2 separate regions of the Ovis aries genome follow, and region 2 is linked to region 1. Evidence: chromatin contacts called from public Hi-C data. All regions are on one chromosome and are shown on one strand. The core of a region is the stretch at or near the end of the contact, and the rest is flanking DNA. Distances in the headings are between cores, read along the strand shown. Region 1 has its middle 88 kb from the start of KCNMB2. Region 2 has its middle 100 kb from the start of TRNAE-UUC.

Evidence for each region. A called contact is a pair of places that touch in the nucleus more often than the background predicts.
Region 2: a contact with region 1 is called in a Hi-C map of tail adipose tissue, with 9 times the contacts expected there. The contact joins two enhancer-like sites. A contact is called at or near these places in 4 of 16 Hi-C or Micro-C datasets (hypothalamus, omental adipose tissue and tail adipose tissue).

The regions. Positions count from the first base shown.
Region 1 is chr1:209,433,370-209,436,398 of ARS-UI_Ramb_v3.0, reverse strand. No RefSeq gene overlaps it. Among named protein-coding and RNA genes, the nearest start is that of KCNMB2, 88 kb to the right of the region's middle. Within about 2 kb of position 1,503, at least 3 of the 54 cell types and tissues checked have an H3K27ac peak or open chromatin away from gene starts, as enhancers often do. A contact at or near this core is called in tail adipose tissue, where this site is marked.
Region 2 is chr1:210,468,547-210,471,551 of ARS-UI_Ramb_v3.0, reverse strand. No RefSeq gene overlaps it. Among named protein-coding and RNA genes, the nearest start is that of TRNAE-UUC, 100 kb to the left of the region's middle. Within about 2 kb of position 1,426, at least 51 of the 54 cell types and tissues checked have an H3K27ac peak or open chromatin away from gene starts, as enhancers often do. A contact at or near this core is called in tail adipose tissue, where this site is marked.

The DNA of each region.
Region 1 (3,029 bases), core at 254-2,753:
TGAGAGTTGGACTATGAAGAAAGCTGAATGCCGAAGGATTGATGCTTTTGGACTGTGATGTTGGAGAAGACTGGACTGCAAGAAGACCCAGCCAGTCAATCCTAAAGCAGATCAGTCCTAAGTGTTCATTTGAAGGACTGATATTAAAGCTGAAACTCCTATACTTCGGCCACCTGATGCAAAGAACTGACTCATTTAAAAAGACCCTGATGCTGGGAAGGATTGAAGGTGGAGAGAAAAGGGGACTACAGAGGATGAGATGGTGTGATGGCATCACTGATGCAATGGACATGAGTTTAAGTAAGCTCCAGGAGTTGGTGGTGGACAGCGAAGCCTGGCGTGCTGCAGTCCATGGGGTTGCAAAGAGTCGGACACGACTGAGTGGCTGAAGTGAACTGAACTGGGGAACTAAGACCCCACATACCTTTCCACAACAAAACCAAAACATAAAACAGAAGCTATATTGTAAAAAATTTCAATAAGACTTTAAAAAATAAATAAAGGGAGTCAAGATCTTAAAAAGCAAAACAAGAAAGGAAGAAAATTGCCTAATTTTATAGAGATATGAAGAATGGTAAAGGAGTTAGGACTGTCACATAAAAATAGATTGAATAAAAGAAAAAGAGAGCTATAAATTAAATCGGAGAACATTCTCTGTTACCATTTTTCTCCATCCCTCATCTTGTAAATAAAAATTTAGAGGCCAGATAGGAAGTTTGTGATTTACAAAATAAGATCTCCTGGCTTCTGGTTCAATATTTCCCTTATGTAATACAGCCTCTCCTACTAGAAGGAGACTTGGGAGGAGAACCACCAAGTTTCCCATTGACAACAAAAGGTAATCCCAGTGATAATGAGAAGGTGTATATACATTCAGCTTAAGCTTCATGGTCCTCTGGGAAAATACCACTAAAGGTAAAACTAGGGTGAACCATATGCTTTCTGAACTCTGCTGTCCGACAACGCCCTTTTGCCCAGGGAACCCCAAGGCCATGAAGAGATCATAGAAACAGCTTATATACTTCTACACCAGATGCTTCTGAAACAAACCAGAAAATTTCAGGTGCCATTTAGCAAAAAAAGGGAAAACATAGCATCTTGGTATACAAGCATGTACTTGTTTACTTTAGCCTTCTCAACAATCAAAAAGCTAAACAGTGATATCCCTGTTTTACAAATGAAAGTTTCAAGGAGTTAAAAAATGTAGGTCTCACAGTGGTTTGAAATGGTTAAACTGGCCTTTGAAGCCTGGCTATCTCATTTTTAAGTTTCATCTACCCACTCTTTCTTTAGCAGGGAATATCTCATTGAGAGTATTTCAGCACTCAGGCAAGACATGACTAATGATGACCCGTTTAGTGGTAAGTTCTGTTGCTTTTCTGAACAATCTTTCATATTTACTAGGTTTGAAATCAGCCACTAGAAGAACTCTTAAACCACTGGGTCATTTATTGGCCTTGATGGGATATAGAGATGACTATTAGCATGAAGCAATTTCCCGTGAGTATACCCCAAGGCTGTTCCAAGAGCTTGGCAGTAGGAAGCCTGTTTCTCAAAATGCTGTCAGTCTCAAAGTGAGACATCACTTTAAAGTATATCTGATTTCAGTAAAACCACAGACTAATCTTCCTCTTTTCTTTCACTTCAACCATCAAATACCACACAGTTCACATCCCAGCACCCAGACTCCCCTCCCCCAACATGTGTACCTTGAAATCACTCACTACATCCTCAGACTGAGAAACCATGGACACAGGGTCAACCCTGGGCCTGACTTGAGGTGGGAGATATGTTTGTCTTCACCCTCTATAACCTACATTTTCTCTATTTTTCCTCCATATCATACTACCCAAGGTCTCATGAACCAATACATTCTTATTCTGATCCCTATAAATCCATCTCACTGAAGTTTAAAATTATGTCAAAATGTAAATGGCAGACAAAATCATCAGCTATTATCAACTCAAAATCTATATCTTACATATCTAAATTATTTTAGGCAAAAGGGAAAAGATCCATCATGGTGATTGTGGCTTTTTTATAGAGATGACAAGCTTTGATGTCATCTTCTACAGGAGAGCCTCTGTACAATGATCTCAGTGATTCCAGTAGGACACAAGAGGCCTATCCTCAAAAAAGTATACAAAAGGAAAAAAAGATCTTATTTTTCAAGCTTAGAGAGAAAACAGAGGAAAGACAAGAATCCCTCACATTTGCCCTATATACTTCAGGGGGGAAAAGAGCAACTCAGTATTTATTGGGTACCCATAATAAGTCACTCACTCTAATAATGCTCCTGTATGTACTATCTGATTTAATCTTATTTTATTTTTCCTTCAAATTATATAATAGAGGTAATTTATCCTATTGTAATTTTTCAGAACCATGCAGGTTTTGAATATCAAAATTGAAAATGGAATTCAAATTGGTTGTCAACTCTCTTTTCACTAATGCCACCTATAAGTGACCTAGAGTCGGACACAGCTGAGCCCACAGCACACGAGGGAGCTAGTGCGTTTCTCTGTTGATAGCCTTGCATCTGAGAAGTCTCAGCACTATCTTCCAGAGTATTTGTTCTAGACTCAAGCTGCCTGGGTCCAACCCCAGCTAAACTGGCATGACTCTGGGAGAGATACTTCACCTCTTTGAGCCTTAGACATCTTTTTTTTTTTTTTTTTTTTTGTAGCAAAAGAGTGATAATTGTACCTATTTACAGGACAGTAGTGAGGATTAATTGCAAGAAACTGCATGAAATGATTAGCATGGAGGCTCAATAACTTAGCTATTGTGACCATTACCCCCAGGTCGGATGATCTGTAGGCTTTTTCACATGCTTAGTCTTACTGAGTGGAGTGGCTGCAGAAACGTTGTGATAAGAATTCACAGGAGGCCTCAGGAGAAAGAGAGCTGTGCCTGATTCTGCCCTCAGAGCAGGAATGGGATTGAAGACACCAAGTATTCAACAAAGAGGCTGTCTAGGACATAAGTGATAACTATCTCCCCTAGTGTTTTGCACAGAATGGTGCCAC
Region 2 (3,005 bases), core at 177-2,676, 1.0 Mb before region 1:
GAGGAGAGGATTTGGGAAAAGGCCATGAACTCGCTTAGGTCAGAGGCACATTCCCCAGGGCACCCCAACCTTGGTAGTAAAGTGCCTCTTCCCAGGGTCCCCGTGGAGGGAGGGGGGCACTGAGGGTCAGTGGGCTCTAGAGAGCCCGGAGGGTAGGGGGAACAGCGGGCCCCACAGTCCAGCGAACCACCCTGGGACTCTGGCCCGACAGATGACACTGCTAGTGAAGGCAAAGGACTGGAATATTCGAAGGCTGGAGTCTCTTATGAAATCCGGCTTTCATTTAATCCTCCCAGCAGTGACTGCGGGGATTACTGCTTCCCGCTTTCCACGGATAAAGGATACAGAGAGGTTAAGCACTCTGTCTACACGCACACAGCTAATAAGGGGTAGAACAGGACTGGGAACCAGGGGGCCCGCCTGGGGCTTCCATGAACAAACCTGATGGGGCAGGGAACGCGGGGAGAGGCAGGCTGGAGCTCTGAGGAGGAGCAGTCTGGCCCTGGGGCGTTGGGTTGAAGTTCTGCGGACGTGGACTTCTGGGAGGGTTTCAGCAGGTCGAGGAGAGGGACTGAGGGAGCTGCGCCAGCAGGCAGCGGTCTAGGTGCCTAGTCCCATAGATGCCCCCAGCGAAGCTGGGTGCGCGGGAGGGCGGAGGGCCAGCAGGAGCTGCTAGGCCCGAAAGGGAGGCAGAGGCCTGGTGGGGAAGGCCACGCCCCAGCCTGGAGTGCTTATCCCCAGATCCCGGCCTCCAAATGCAATTCCATTTAAGGGCAGCCTGGCCCGGTTCACACCTAGCCTTGAAGATGACTGGGCGCCCTGTGGTCGGTTTGCTGGGTGAGAACAGGAACCTACAATCCGGCACCTGCACTCCCAGCGCCATAAAGGAAGCCAGTCACATCCCATAAAATGTCACCACCGCTGAGGTGCAATTTCCAAGGGGATCTCTAGCAGAGGGCAATACTCTGCGGCCGGCGACCGTCACATCTGCGAATTCACCGCAGCTGGGGCGGCAGGCTCTGGTGCAGGGCAGGGGAAGGGCAGGGGCCCCCTTTCTAGCCCTCTGCTCCCCGTTTTGTAAGGCGGCTCGGCCACGTGGTGAAAGCTGCCGGAGGAGAGGGGGAGGGTGGTGGTTGTCAAGGGGGGTGGCCTGAGCGATTTCTGCCGGAGGGGTGTTTGACCAAACGCAAAGAGCTCGGGAGCGGGAGCCCGGAGCCGTGCCCGGGCTGGGCCGCGGACACCGACGCCGCCTTGGCGGAGCCTGAGCGCTGAGCCGCTGCCGCCCCTCCCCCCGGCCTGGTCCGCGAGCTCATTTTCGCTTGGCCGGTCCCCGCGCTGCCGGATGGATCGCGCCCCACCCCCGCTCCTCTGCTCAGTCATTCAGACTTGGAAAGTCAATAACACGCTGACATCATCAGGGGTTTGTGTATTATTACACGGCTACTTTCCAGAGTACCTGGCATTATCTAAGAGAGGAGCACTCCGGCTGCCCCAGGGAGGGCCTGAGACGCGGGCCTGGGGAGGGGCGACTACCCACGCCAGGCCTTTTCCTCCTTGGGAGCATCTTCAGGGCACCGATTAGAAACAGATTATGAGCTTTTGCTGCGCTAAATGCAGAGGCACTTTAGTTATCGATACAGGCTTCATGTTGGCTGGGGGTGTACTTAATCATTCCTAAGTGACCTCTATTTCTACCAAAGACATCCACTTGGTCTTTAGGAAGCATTTTTAGTGATCCTCACAAAGGAAAAAAAGGCATCTTTTATGACAGGAAGCCAAAGGCTGATTCTTTTGAGACTCTGGGGGTTTGTGTGCGCGAATCTCTATTATGTAATCGCCATCACGGGTGATTAGGTCTTCTCTTTCCCTCCAGGGTTGGCTCGGGTGGTTTGGTTGCTGTGTTTTTCTTAAGCCTCATGCAGAGCAAACACATACATAAAAAACATGTCCCAGATTTACGGTGCAAAACTACTTTCCAAGCAAACTGCCTTAGAAGAGTGTCTCATTTTGAAGGAGGGAAATGATGAATTTGTTGTTAATGAAGACTCCTTATCTTACTACTCTGGCATTTCCTTTTCCTAGAATGAGCTTTTAAGAATCATTTAATGTAGTTTAGATATTCTCTCCCCTCCCTCCTGTTGTAGCGGTCCTTATAATGGCTTAAATAACGAATTGTATAATTACTGCACTTTGTTCTGTGGATACACACACAAACACCACCCAGTTAAAATATGTAAAACTTACACAACATGGTACCTTTTCTGTTTCCTCAAACAGGCTCTTCTCTTCCACACACAGGGCTAATCCTATTTAAATTTTCTTAAATTTTAAATTGCAAAAAATGGCAACCAGCGGGGAACTGGCTATCTGGAGACTTAGAAGGGGAGTGCAGTTCTTCCCAGCCGGATCACATCCCTCTGTACCCTTGGCTGGGACTGATCACTTACTGATATGAAGTACATTGGAGCTGCCTGGGGACTGCGGAGGAAGCAAAGCAGCCACGTTTCTCAGCAGTGTAGCGCTTTGCCTCTGTGCACTTGATCATTTCAGGAGAACTTGTAGTGGATCATGACCACTTCCCTCTAGACAGTTTGAGGGAAAAATTTCCCTACAACGTGTGCACTTCTAAAATCGCCTCCACAGGCTTGCCCTACAGCTCTCCCGCCCCCACCTACAATTTTGCGCTGGAAATTTCCGAAGTCCAGCTCTCCACAATGGTTCAGTAGGTGTTAGGTTGCGATGGGTGGGATTCTCCCCCTCCCAGTGCACTGTGTACTTAGGGGGTTTCCCTCAGCTCCTTAGGAGTGTGCAGACTGGAGAGTCTGACCCTTTGGTTGTCAAGATGAAGAGGCTCTCACATCTTGAAGCACTTCTGTTTTCTCGCCTGCCTGCCCTTCGGCCTTTGCCTAAGCCCCTTCTAGGCATGACTGACCCAAATAGAGGTCCTCTCTAGACAGGGAAGTCAACCATCTTGTTCTGGATGTTGAGCTTTGATATTAATAGTG